Regions from separate parts of the Canis lupus genome. Here region 2 is linked to region 1. A link is a contact called in public Hi-C data. All regions are on one chromosome and are shown on one strand. The core of a region is the stretch at or near the end of the contact, and the rest is flanking DNA. Distances in the headings are between cores, read along the strand shown.

Region 1 (6,674 bases), core at 3,145-5,644:
CGTCCTTATACAAAGTAGTCTGTCTTGGGCACCAGTCACCTAAGTCACCAGGACAGCTGCCCACCTTAACACTTCCATGTAAAAGCTGCATTCACGCTGAACCAAGAATTAGTAACATGGGACTAAATGAACTGAAGAATTGATTATGGCTTTTGCGACTCCTGTTTGAATCATTGGTGGTTCTCTAAATGTTTGCTCTTCCAGATCACTTCCAGATCAAGGAAACCTTCTCTTAAGATATCCATGATGTACAGAAATGGGATAAAATATTCCTCTGTGAACAAATTGAAGCATTTAACTTTTCTCTATAGCAGACCCCTCTGAAATTCAAAAGGTCTCAGTGAGTATTCTTTCTTCTTGGTAATCATGGTCATTTGCATAAGTTCAATAGGAATCTGTTCTCCTTGTAACAGGACATCATTGGAAACACCGGTATTTTACCAAGGCTTTGACTGGAATGTCATATTTGAGGGACCTGCATAGACTCAGATATGACCAGGCAGCTTTAAGGAACTAAGGTTGACTTTATGAAGCATGAAGCCAATAGAGCCTCATGGAAATGTTGGCCTGATACCTTGCTCACAAAGTTTCCAGGTGCCTTACAGGTGAGTAAAGAATGTCACTTCCTGGCAGGTGCGGGAACTTCAGGATACCTTGGGGACCTCAGGGAGAGGTATTTGCCCAAATCTACAGGTACTGCAGGCATGTCTGATGGCAAGTACTTGGCTTAGTTTCTGGCCTAGAGAGGCTACTAAAAGTTCAATCTAGAGATTCCTTATAAAAAGTTCCAGCAAAGCAGATTCTAAAAGATCTATAATATCAATCACTATTCTTGCTGAGCTTATGTAAATAATTAGGCCAACTTTGTTAAAACTGGACTTATTTTTCAAATTAATTAGTCTTGAATTGGCTATCTCTGATTTAAAATGAGGGTGATTGGGATCCCTGGGTGGCGCAGCGGTTTAGCGCCTGCCTTTGGCCCAGGGCGTGATCCTGGAGACCCGGGATCGAATCCCACGTCGGCTCCCGGTGCATGGAGCCTGCTTCTCCCTCTACCTGTGTCTCTGCCTCTCTCTCTCTCTCTCACTGTGTGCCTATAATAAATAAAAAAATAACAATAAAAAAAAAAATAAAATGAGGGTGATTATAGGGGCATCTGGGTGGCTTAGTCTGTTAAGCATCTGCCTTCAGCTCAGGTCATGATCCCAGGGTCCTGGGGTAGAGCTCTGAACCCCATGTCAGGCTTAGCAGGGAGTCTGCTTTGGCTTCTCTCTTTCTCCCTTTCTCTCCTTCTACCCCTCCCCTATTATGCTCACTCTCTCATATAAATAAAATCTTAAAAAAAATAAAATGAGGGTGATTACAGACTATAGAGAAAATGTTTCAATAACACATCTTTGTAAAGAAAAAAAACACATCCTTGTAGATATTCTATTTTAAGCATTGAGACTCAAGAAAACTGGATTACTCTCTTACCAGTAGGGCTTCTCAGAGCGAGGATTGCCCCTAAACAACCAATAGGGTTAAGTCCCTTTGAGTTACTATAGGCAATTGGTGGAAACTATAATGCTCTGAGGCCGGGTTAATTCATAAATTTCTAAATGAATATGCAAACTATATTCTCTCTAAACCTGATATGATAGTCACTAGCAAACCACCCCATATAAACCCCAGAGAGATGGTTTATTTACAGCAGGGTTTTTTTTTTTTTTTTTTCAGCAGGGGTTTTAACTCCAAAATGGAAGGACCCCTGCTGGGTCATATTATGTATTCCCACTGAAATAAAATGAGAGAGGTACTCTTCATGAGCTTCTATATCAAGTATAAAACCTGTACTGCCTTCACAGGAATCCAATGAGCAAACTAATGTGGCTTCTTATTCCTGTGAACCTGTGGAAGATATCAAACTTCTCTTTAAAGGACAATAAAGAGCAGGAGAAAAATTTTAGTTGACCATCAATGCCATTTTTATTGGGCTTCTCTTTCTCACTATACTATTAACCTTATTTTGTTGTCTTTTCTCCTGTCTCCTTGCCTGGTGCCAAGACTTCACTGCCATAGCTTCCAGCTGATAAATGATCCTTTCTACTCAGTGAGGTACACATATGTTGTGTACCTTGGACTTTGGTAACACCTATGTATATAAATTCCCCAACTGACCAATGCGGACGCATAGGTAGGGACATCTCTCTGTACCCCTATCAGCAGGAAGAAGTTACAGAAGATGAGACCTTCCACCCTCGACAACCTTAAAGATTTAAGGGTCAAAATTGTTCAGTGGGAATGATGTGGGGAACAATGGCAGAAGGAAATGTAGATGAAACTAAATTTCCTTATAACCTTCAGCCTATTGACAAACACTTGGGGCAAGCAGAATATAACATGCCTCCAGGAAACTCCCAACTGTTCTTAATGTTAATGCTTTGCTAAAGGGAGAAACAACCTCGGCTAGGCAACAGCAAGGCCTCCAGGATCCTGTGAGTCTTCTTTAGGATATGAAAGACCTTTTGGAAACTTCCCTTGGTCTTTACTTCCCCCATCTCCAAAGTATATAATCAGTTGTTCCTCACAATCCTGGGGCAGCGGCTCTTTCTGCCCATAGGTCTTGTTCCCATGCTTTAATAAAACCACCTTTTTGCATCAAAGATGTCTGAAGAATTCTTTCTTGGCTGTGCACTCTGTAACCCACCACTACAAACCATGTCACTGTTCCTAAATTGACTTCAGCCTCAGGTTTTCTGCAGACAGGTGTTCTCTGTGTTGGGCATGGCCATTGGTGTTATTAACTCATCTGTCTAGGACAACTCTGCTGGTGTCCTCCTGTCCTCCTACTGCTCTTGGGCTAAACTAGATGAAACCACTGATGTTTGTTGCTCGTGTTTCAACTGTTTTTGTTTTACAAAAAAAAAAGGTGACTTCATTCGATTCAACCTAATACTGCCCACATTTTAAAGAAGAGAAATGGGGGCGCCTGGGTGGCTCAGTCATTAAGCATCTGTCATTGGCTCAGGTCATGATCCCAGGTCCTGGGATGGAACCCCAGGTGTGAGTGTCAGGCTCCCTGTTCAGCAAGGATCCTGCTTCTCCCTCTGCCCCTCCCACCTTGTGCTCTCTCAGTCAAATAAATAAATAAAATCTGGAAAAAAAAAAAAAAGGAAGAGAAATAGACGCTTGGAATGATTAAGTAATTGGCCCCCAAATCTCAGAGTAGTCAATAGCAGTGTGAGGATTCAAACTCCAGTTTGCCTCCTTCTGAATTTCTTAGTATGATACATTTCATCAAATATTAAGAGCTTGGACCTAAAAACCAGCCTCTTGGGTTGGACTATCAGTTCATACACTTACTAGCCTGTGACTTGGACATATTTTCCTATCTGCACATCAGTTTTATCACCTATAAAATGGGGATAGCAAGGGGATCGCTGGGTGGCTCAGCGGTTTGGGGCCTGCCTTTGGCCCAGGGCGTGATCCCGGAGACCCGGGATCGAGTCCCACGTTGGGCTCCCGGTGCATGGAGCCTGCTTCTGTCTCTGCCTGTGTGTGTGTGTGTGTGTGTGTGTGTGTCTATCATAAATAAATAAATCTTTTTTAAAAAATGGGGATAACAAGAACAAGAATCCAATCCCTCCCGATGTGGAGGGTTGCCCTGGGGATCCGCAGAAGGAATTGTAAGTACAGAGTGTGTGTAGGCAGCGCCCGGCGCTTCGGAAGCATCCTATAAAGGGGAGCTATATTCTTCAGGTTTCCTCCAATGCTACTCTTCCTGCTTGGGTCAATCTACCAACACACACCAGCTTGGTGTTAGTGCAATGCACAGAACTGAGAAACTCCACGGCACACCTCATTACCACGTCAGGCAGGTAGCAGCGGACCGGCGAACCTCTTACAACTTCCCTACATCACTGCGGCGGAAACTACGAGGTTTTCCCTCCTTTCATTTTTCGTGAAGGGGGTAGTAGAGGCTGTGGCTTCTTGGGAGTACATCCGTGACTGGTCGTGCTGGACACCGAGCCCGAGCCCGAGCGCCGAGCCCTGCGGACGGAGGACGCAGCCTGAGGAGGGGCCGGGCAGTTGTCAGCAGGCCGAAAGGAAACCCTGGCGGGCGCGGGAAATTCCAGCGAGGGAGCAGCCCAGGAAGCGGCGTCCATTACCCCCCGGAGGGTTCCCGGGAGGAAATCCCCGTCTCCCCCGTCCCAGAAACCGCCGCAGGTTCCAGTCACCGTGTACCGAGTCCGGCGCACTCGGGCTCGTCTTAGGGCCCCAGGGGCACCGCCTGTCCGGGTGCGGGGGAGCCCGCTGGAAGCCGCGCGCCGCGCCGGCGGGTCACCGCGGCGACGACCCCCCGGGCCCCCTGTGGCGCCGCGGCTCCTTTAAGGGCGCGCGGCCCACGTGCCCCGTGACGTCAGAGCAGGAAGTGTTTGAGGAAGTGGCGCTGCGCTGGCCCGTTTGAGATTCCCGCATTTTAATGTCTTCGGGGAGGCGCCAGAGCCCCCGGTTTGGCCGCCCTAGCCCCCGCCTCCCCGGTCCTGGGGAGCGGCTGCCCCGCCCCGCGCCCCTGCCGACAGGTGAGTCCCTCGGGCGGCCGCGGGCCAGGTGCCGCCGGCAGACCCCGCGCCCCTCGGCGCCCGCGAGCCCGCCCCCTCCTCCCTGAGGCTCCCGGAGACCCTGGGGTCGGGCTGAGAAGTCGGGTTCTCCGGGCGGACCGCGGGAGCCGGGGTGACTCCGGGGGCCGCCTGGAGGCGGGGGCTCTGGGACCGTGTGAGGACACACGTGACCGGAGAGCGTGCCCCGGCCACCCAGGGCAGAGCGCGCGGGACAGGGCGCCCTCGCTGCGGTCCGGGGGATGCCCTTTGCGGGCCTCCGAGGGACTGTCCTCCCCGCCTCCTTCCCTTACGGCTGAGCGGGGTGGGGGTGGGGGGGTGACAAAAGTTGGCTACCCAAACCCAAAACCAAACCAGACAGCCTGGTTCATTTATAAAGTGAAAACCAGCTCCTCTCTCGCACCGAAGGGCAATGTTGTCTCTTAGCTTCTCCGTCTGCTTGAGTTCCATTTTCTCTTAACCTTGATCTTTTGTCCCCTACACCAAATTGTTTACAGAGTTAGCGCGGCAGCAGCATGAGCTGGTCACCTTCTCTGCCAACCCAAACATGTGGGGCCTGGGAGATGAAAGAACGACTTGGGACAGGGGGATTTGGAAACGTGATCCGCTGGCACAATCAGGTAGGGGCGCTGTGCACCTGGGCTGAGCCAGAGGCCGGGAAGACAGGCTCCTGGGAACTGCCTCCGCCCTACACTGTGCTGGGTGGGGGACGGGGTTCGTCCTTGGCCCTGGGCTTCTTGGGGGAGTGAGAAACGGGAACCGTCAGGGGGCTTCCGAGCTGCTCAGCTGCCTCTAAGTGGTCTCCAAGCTTTACTGACTATGGCCCCCAAATTGTAAAAATATTTTAACTTTTATATATCTTAAACTAGTATCTTTATTATCATCACGCTATCATGTACTAATATATTGTGTATTAATATTGAAATACAAAAATTGAAAAATTTAAAGAATGAGCATCGTAAAATATATTTAAGTGTTTAAAGAATTAGCTCAAAAATATTTTATTTATTTATTTATTTTTTTTAATTTATTTTTATTTTTTATTTATTTATGATAGTCACACACACACAGACAGAGAGAGAGAGAGAGAGAGAGGCAGAGACACAGGCAGAGGGAGAAGCAGGCTCCATGCACCGGGAGCCCGACGTGGGATTTGATCCCGGGTCTCCAGGGTTGCGCCCTGGGCCAAAGGCAGGCGCTAAACCACTGCGCCACCCAGGGATCCCCAAAAATATTTTAAATACATACTAATTATGTGTTCCCACTATTGTTTGCAATACTGCACAGCACAGACTATACAGATCCATAATGAAACAGAGAATTATCAAGGACAGTGGGTGAAAATCCGTATTTCAAATAATTTTTATAATTTGGAATTATTTGGACCTATTTCTGACTGATTAGATCCTGATTGTTTTTACTCTTTATGTGTCTGAAATAAGTTTAGTTTCTCACAATAGAAGTGTTCCTCCATATTCCTTTTTGCTTATGCTGGTGTTACATGTACTGAAGTCCTCTGCAGAAATTTCTTTAGCCACTTGTCCATTTTGTGAGAGTCATTTTATTGACCTCAGATACTACGATCCATAATCCACCTAAGCAGGGGCACATGTAACCTGAAACATGTCTCCATAGGCCCCTGTCCACCACTCCCTGTGGAATGCCCATTTTCCTCAGTATACCTTGGGTCCACGAGATATATGATCTTTGAAAAATAATCTGAGGAAGATTTCATAAAGTTAATATCAAAAAAGCTTAATTTCTATTTAATTGTTTTGGATTCCAGTCTTGGGTAACCCTGGTGCACATCTACCCCATTTGGAGACCACTGCTCTAGGGAACCCCCAGTCACTGAGTAACTGAAGTTGGCTTCCTGACTCCAAAATCAGACCCCCGAAGTCCTTGAAGGAAGCACTTGCTTTTTGATCAGGGGCTGCTGAGCACTTTTTTGGACTGAAAGGAAGTGTACCACTTCTTGGGAGCCAGCTGCAGCAGCCAGCGAGAGAGTCATCAAGGCTACTGGCCAGCCACATCAGAGAGTCATTCCAGACAGCCACGCTCCTTTATCAGTTA
Region 2 (7,266 bases), core at 2,453-4,952, 61 kb before region 1:
TTTTCTCATTCTCCCTCCCCTTCTAGACCAGTGATGCCAAAATAACTTTCTAAGTGATGAAAATCTCTCCTACCTGTGCTGTCCAATACCACAGCCATGAGTCACACGTGGCGACTGAGCACTTGAAACGTGGCTAGTGTGACTGAACTAAATTTTTAAATTCTATTCTAAACTGAAACAGCCACAAGTGTTTGGTGAAGTTGTAGCCCTCCCCCAACCCCTCCATTTAGCCAACCCCAACTCTCTTCTCTAAAGTCTCACTGTGCAAGTACTGCTCATTGGGCCTGACGTGATACCCTCGCTTGCTGGGCATATTTGGAGAGCATGTCCATAGCATAGCTTCTATCCCAATTAGATAGTAAACAGCACGGGATCCCTGGGTGGCACAGCGGTTTGGCGCCTGCCTTTGGTCCAGGGCGCGATCCTGGAGACCCGGGATCAAATCCCACGTCGGGCTCCCGGTGCATGGAGCCTGCTTCTCCCTCTGCCTGTGTCTCTGCCTCTCTCTCTCTCTCTCTCTCTCTGTGTGTGTGACTATCATAAATAAATAAAAATTAAAAAAAACAAAGATAGTAAACAGCATAGGGCAACTCGCCAGCTTCCATGGCTCACGGCTTGTGCACCTCCTTTTCTAAATACTTTCTGGATGAATTCAAACACATTCTTTAAGAACAGCTCCAAAGAAGGCAGCCAAGGCAGTGCAGTGGAATTAAGAACTATTTACCCAAATCAGAAGAATGGCCTAAGGTTCTGCCCCCAGAACCCTGAATCCCAAGAATCCTACCCAGGGAGGAGTGGGTGCACCATGCTCTGTGACTGCTGACCCCACCTTGGGGCGCCTGAGCCCACTGAGGGCACGCAGGCTCCAGGGGTGGGGGCACACACCTGAACTGCACACCTACCTGGCTGGGCAAGGTGAGGGCTGCTCCACAAAGCAGCAGCATGCACACTAGCTCTCTCCTCATTGTATTCATCATTCCTTTAGAGTGTCCCTTAAATTCTGGAAGAAGAAGGGAAAAAAGCTTAATCATGTGATTGAGAGATCAAGGAGCATGGCAAAGTTCAAGAACCTATGACTTGATCATGGCCAGTCCCTCTAGCATCAGGTCCCACAGAAGGAAATGCCACAAATGTCTGGAAGATTTTTTTAATTGTATATATTTTTGTATTGTGGTAAAATACACAAAAGTTACCATCTTAACCATTTTTATGTGCAGATAAATGCCAGTTTAGTGGCATTAAGTGCATTCATATTGTCATGCAACCATCACTACCATTCCTCTCCAGAGCTTTGTTATCTTCTCAAACTGAAACTCTGTACCCCATCTAAGCAATAACTCCCCATTCCCCTGGCAACCACCAGAAAGTAGAATACTTTCTGTCTTTATGACTATGACGTGGGATCATATAGGTGGAATTATGTAGTACATGTCCTTTTGTGACTGGCTCATTTCACTTTGCATACTGTTCTCAAAATTCATCCATGTGGAGCCATATGTCAGAATCCTCCCCCACCTTTTCTTCATAAAGTAGGCTCCATACCCACCATGGAGCCCAATGTGGGGCTTGAACTCACGACCCTGAGATCCAAACCTGGGCTGAGATCAAGAGTTGGATGCTCAACTGACTGAGCCACCCAGACATCCCTGAATCTCCTCCTTTTTTATTTTTTTTTTATTTTTTTTTTTATTTTTTTTCCTCCTTTTTTAAAGCTGAGTAATATTTTGTTGTCTGTATAGACCACATTTTGTTTATCCATTCATCCATCAATGGACACGGGTGGCTAGGAGGTCATCTTGCCCAGAGATCTCTGCGGGCTGAATAGTGGGACCATCTCTAGTGCCAATAGCAGCCTGGAGACCCAGGATCCTACCTCGGTTTCCTCCAAGTGAATTCCCGCCCTGCGGTCAACTAGATGGAACCACAGAAATGTCCCCTTTGAAACTTTTTCAGGGGACACCATAGGGATTCTACTGCCAGCACATCACAGAGCCAACCTACCTCAGATCACCTCAGTTCTTCCACTTATAATTTCCATGCCTCTTTGTCCACCACAGGGAATGCTCCTCTGCACCAGCTCTCACCCTCCCCACTTCTCCCTTGGAACGTCTGTCTCTTGTTTTGTAGACAGGCTGGGCAGGGTGCAGACTGGCAGAAAGGCGGAAAGGAATGGAGGCATCTGGGTTTTGGTAGTTAGACTAAGATCTTCCTGGACCTAGAATTCCCACTTTCCATGTGCCTTTCCCCAGTGATTTTACCCTCAGAAGCTTAAACTAGGTTAGTTGGTCGGGGTTTTATTTTGTGGTCTGGCAGGCCCACTCACTCCTTTATCCACAAGAATTAAATCCGGGCATTTCTTCCCTTGACTCATTTCCCTTCAGTCACAACAATGTTTGGTCCCACCCCTCCCCCCATTGCAAGGATCCTCAGGGACCTCTCAGATCAGAGGCTTCCAGGACCTTCATCCTGGCCTGGCTCTGGCTCCTTCTTTGTTTCTTTGCAAAGAAGGTCCCTGTTGGAAGTGGCCTTCCCCTCACTGGCCACAGGCCCCCTTCAGAGCAAGGGTGAAAAAGAAAGGATGAGTGGGGGCAGTGGGAGGACTCTGTGCCCCATTGCTTCTTCTGGGGCTGCTGGGGACAGGCAGTGGAGGGGTGAACAGGGCGAATGGAGGAGGGGGTGGGGAGAGAGCAGCAGGGACTGGTCAATAGGATTCCAACAAGAAAACACAGCTCAGAGGGCAGTCTTGCCAATCAGCACAGCCCTTGCCCCCCATTGTGAAGCAACCTGAAAGAGGGCAAGATCTGGGCCTCTGTTCTATTTTTTTTTTATTTTTATTTTTTATTTATGATAGTCACAGAGAGAGAGAGAGGCGCAGAGACACAGGCAGAGGGAGAAGCAGGCTCCATGCACCGGGAGCCCGATGTGGGATTCGATCCCGGGTCTTCCAGGATCGCGCCCTGGGCCAAAGGCAGGCGCCAAACCACTGCACCACCCAGGGATCCCTGGGCCTCTGTTCTAATTTGCTGTGCTCTTTGGGGGCCCTTTTCTCACTCAGAGGAGGAAGTTTCAGAAGTTGAGGCCATCAGAAACAAGGACACTTAGTGGTCTCTTCTGATCACAGGAAACTGCTCTGGATTTCCTCTTTCTCAAAATTTGCCAAAGCCCTTTTAAATTTCTCTTCTTAATTTCATCCCATTTAAAATTAACCTTTTAAAATACATCTTCTTGAATGCATTCCTCCCCTTCCTTTCCAATGTTAATCCTGTTTCACAATCGCATAAAGCTTGTCCCATCCTTTATTATCTTGGCCAAACCTTGAGATTAGGGGGACCTCTAAGCTCTCAGGACATTATGAAGGAATTCTGAATGAAACAATGAGCCACCAATCAATAGGGAACTTAACCCTTATTCCTGTTGCCTGTCAAACCACCCAGGCCTTTCAATTTTTCAGTCAACTCGACAGCCCAAGATCAGGGGGTTGGTTTTTCTCTGGATGCCCACCAAGATATTGTTTTACTTTAATAATTCAAGGTCTTAAAAAAAAAAAAAAGACCTCTGGGTTCTTCTGACGGGAACACAATTCTACATTTTGGAAAATTGCCAGGTGAGATGATGTGCAGCATTAACACATTTGCATCCCCTGATAAATGGGGAAGCAGGACCAGATGGGGGGCAGAGCATGACTTAGGGCTTCCCTAGCAGTTCCTACAGCTGCACCATGTGCAAACCCTTGGCAACTCAGGGGCATAAGGGGCAAAGGAGTCTACTTCTGTCCTCTGCTCCTGGGAGAGTTTGAGATAGTCTCTGTCCTAGCAGTCTTTATCTTCCTCCACTTTTGGGGGCCTTGCTAGGCCACGGGCTGGGTCAGTGGCAATCTCAAACAAGGCAATAGCTCCATCCTGCTGCACAAAGACAATGCAAGCATCCGGACAGGCCAAATGGGGTAAGAGGATGACAAAGAAATGAGTCATCCCGCCAGCAGACAAGCAGTGCAGTCCAAAGACAAGGGAGAAGGAGGAGAGGAGGAAAAAAATGTGTCCTTGTTTTGCCTTCGTTAAAGAGGTGGGTGTAGAGGTCTGGGGGCAGTGCCTGGACAAAAAACAAAGTGAATACCAGAAACAGGGACTCAGACTGAGTCCGTGGGGCCAGCCAGTGCCAGGCTTCCACGCTGTGAGCCACGGGCTGCCACGGAAGGCGGGAATGCCTTGGGGTTAAGGTGAGGAGGGGAGGTGAGATGAGAGGAGTAAGTGTAAGAAGTCCTTCAAGGCTCATTTTATAAATGCAAGACAACTTGTTATTTTTTTCTGTGTTCCCTTCCTTTTGCTCTATTTCATAGTTCTCAGAATTAGAGAACTAAAAAAGCAAGGGAGTAAGAGGGAGGAAGGAAGGGAGGAAGGAAGGAAAGAAGGAAGAAAAAAGAAAAACCATGTTTTTCTTTTGTTTTCTTTTGTTTCACTTTTGTTAGACTGGAATCCCTAAGTCACTGAAAAACATCGCTGTGTGAGAGTGAGGTGGAATGGCCATAAGGCCTGTGGTCCCCAAGGTCCCAGGGCCCCAGGCGTAGCAGGCCCATGCTAGCACACAAAGTTGATTTCTGCAGATTTGCAAAAGGCACCCTCTCTGGTAGCTGGAGTTCAACAGACACAGAGCTTGGCATATTGACAAAGAATCTGTGCAAATTAAAAAAAAACAGGACACATGGCCTGGCAAATAAAGCCTGGCCTGGATTTCAAGGATGCATGGGTGGGAATCCTTGTGCGGGATATAGCCTGCACATCCATGTGCAGAAGCCTCGTCTGCTTCCAGAACATCTCTGACCTTCCTGTCTGGAAGCTGTGTTAGGTCCTGCTGGCTATGGCAATAGAGTGACTCTGTTCCCCGGCTGTTCTGAACAACCTTGAATGATGACTGTTCCAGGGAAAAATGAGAACAATGGACTGGTAACCATGGAGGGGGTTACTCTGCTAGAGGAAGTGTGCCATGTGGCTGAGAAAGCAATGGTAGGCCAGCCAGAAACTCAGTGTTCATTTCTGCAGTGCTAACTTGGGGGGAAGCTGAGTGATGGGCACCCATTCATAGCTGTTGAGTCTGCACTAGGGGAAGCCCCTGGGACAGCAGCATGACACTTGGAGGAAGGACCTGTGGATGAACTGTTGTCCCCAGTGCCTTCACACGTTCCCTCCCCCTTTTTAAAAATGTATTTGTGGGATCCCTGGGTGGCGCAGCGGTTTGGCGCCTGCCTTTGGCCCAGGGCGCGATCCTGGAGACCCGGGATCAAATCCCACGTCGGGCTCCCGGTGCATGGAGCCTGCTTCTCCCTCTGCCTGTGTCTCTGCCTCTCTCTCTCTCTCTCTGTATGACTATCATAAATAAATAAATTAATTAATTAATTAATTAAAAAAATAATAAAAATGTATTTGTTTGAGAGAGTGCAGCACATGTGCCTGCATGTGCAAGTTGGGGTGGGAGGGAGTGAGGGGGGAGAGAGAGAACCTCAAGCCTGGACTCAGGGCTCAATCTCACAACCCTGAGATCATGACCTGAGTTGAAATCAAGAGACGAACATTTAACTGACTGAGCCCCTCCAGGAGCCCACCATGTCCCTCTGCATTACCCTTTCCCTCTACTATCCTACCTTCTCCATCTTTCCCCTTAAAAATCTACCCTCTGAAAAGGGACTGACATGCTCATTCACATAAGGTTAGAATGACTGAATAAAAATTGATACACTGCCCTTCTCAAAGCATCTATATTTTGAGACATAAAATCAGTTCCCAGGAATGCAGGACCGAGTGGGCTAGATTCATGAGGTTTACTCCAGGGCTGACATTCTGTGGTTTCTGCTGTTGTGGGAACAAATGATATAATAGATGTAAACTGTGAAACACTTATAAATGCATATAAGTACTTTGATTTACACACAACCACAGATGTGAAAGTAATCTGCAATAAAAGAACTATACACATATGGTCCCTCAGTCAAGTTCTGTGGTTCTAGGTACAAACCATGCAATTGCCCCAGCTGGTATAGAACTCAAGCACTTGGGATCCCCAGGTGGCTTAGCAGTTTGGAGCCTGCCTTCGGCCCAGGGTGTGATCCTGGAGTCCCGGGATCAGGCCCGCATCGGGCTCCCTGCATGGAGCCTGCTTCTCCCTCTGCCTGTGTCTCTGCCTCTCTTTCTGTGTGACTCTCATGAACAAATAAATAAAATCTTTAAAAAAAAAAAAAAAAGAACTCGAGCACTCTAGTTTTTACTCTTGCCAGAAAGAAAAAGGCAGAAATATGAGCAAGCTAGAGGAGGAGGGACATTGCAAGAGAAAGACAAAAGTAAGTTGATACTATGATCAAATTTTACACCGTGTGCAAGGTTTGCTACCCTAATCTTTGGTAAAGGAGATCCTCCATTTATTATTACTTTGCAAAGCTTCTCTCTGGAAATCTGAGTAAGAGAGAGTCAGTCTCCAAGAATACCAATACTCTAAAGTGACTCATGGCTTTAAAACAAACAACACCCTCCTTCCACCCCTCAACCACTATGGCCCAGAATGGATGCCAACAAATTAGAAAAGAAGTGGTCAAAAGAATAACTTCTTGGAAGACCAAAGGCATGTCTCTAGAGTCAGGGCAAGGGAGGGGGTGAGATGGCAGGAGGACCCGGGCATTAGAAAGGTGGCTGGTGGAACGTCCCTCCTGGAACCATGGCCCAGTTTGTCCATAACCTCACCGAGAAGGCTCCGTCCGGCGCTAGTGAACGCTCCTGTGACTTACTCGAAGTCTGGATTGGCCACATTTTGGCACTATGCCAGGGTTGAGCTGGTTCCTCCAACCCCTGCTGAGATCCCTACAGCTATTCAGAGCTTGAAAAAAATAGTCAAGAGTGCTCAAACTGGTAGCTTCAAACAGCTCACAGTTAAGGAAGCTCTGCTGAATGGTTTGGTGGCCACCGAGGTGTGGATATGGTTTTATGTCGGCGAGATCATAGGCAAGCGTGGCATCATTGGCTATAATGTTTGAAGACCAATCTTTAACATCTCTTTCTATGTGGCTTATTATTTGAGTGTTCTTGGACCATATGTGATCAGACTGGTATTTGAATAAAATAAGATAATGTATAAAAAAGAAAGAAAGAAAGAAAGAAAGAAAGAAAGAAAGAAAGAAAGAAAGAGAAAGAAAGAAAGAAAGAAAGAAAGAAAGAAAGAAAGAAAGAAAGAAAGTAAGAAAGAAAAAAAGAAAGAAAGAAAGGTGGCTGGTCCCCACCGAAACTC

What was found. A called contact is a pair of places that touch in the nucleus more often than the background predicts.
Region 2: a Hi-C map of blood shows a contact between it and region 1, with 1.7 times the contacts expected there. The contact joins the enhancer-like site here to the promoter of IKBKB in region 1. A contact is called at or near these places in 2 of 9 Hi-C or Micro-C datasets (amygdala and blood).

Annotation. Positions count from the first base shown.
Region 1 is chr16:24,150,414-24,157,087 of UU_Cfam_GSD_1.0, reverse strand. IKBKB (inhibitor of nuclear factor kappa-B kinase subunit beta) reads left to right here and starts at 4,394. Exons shown (of 23, transcript XM_038559938.1): 1 at 4,394-4,565; 2 at 5,099-5,221.
Region 2 is chr16:24,209,752-24,217,017 of UU_Cfam_GSD_1.0, reverse strand. It overlaps PLAT (tissue-type plasminogen activator), which reads right to left. Exons shown (of 14, transcript XM_038559941.1): 2 at 903-1,000. The coding sequence starts at 977. It also overlaps the pseudogene LOC100685534. Among named protein-coding and RNA genes, the nearest start is that of PLAT, 10 kb to the right of the region's middle. Within about 2 kb of position 3,702, at least 9 of the 20 cell types and tissues checked have an H3K27ac peak or open chromatin away from gene starts, as enhancers often do. A contact at or near this core is called in blood, where this site is marked.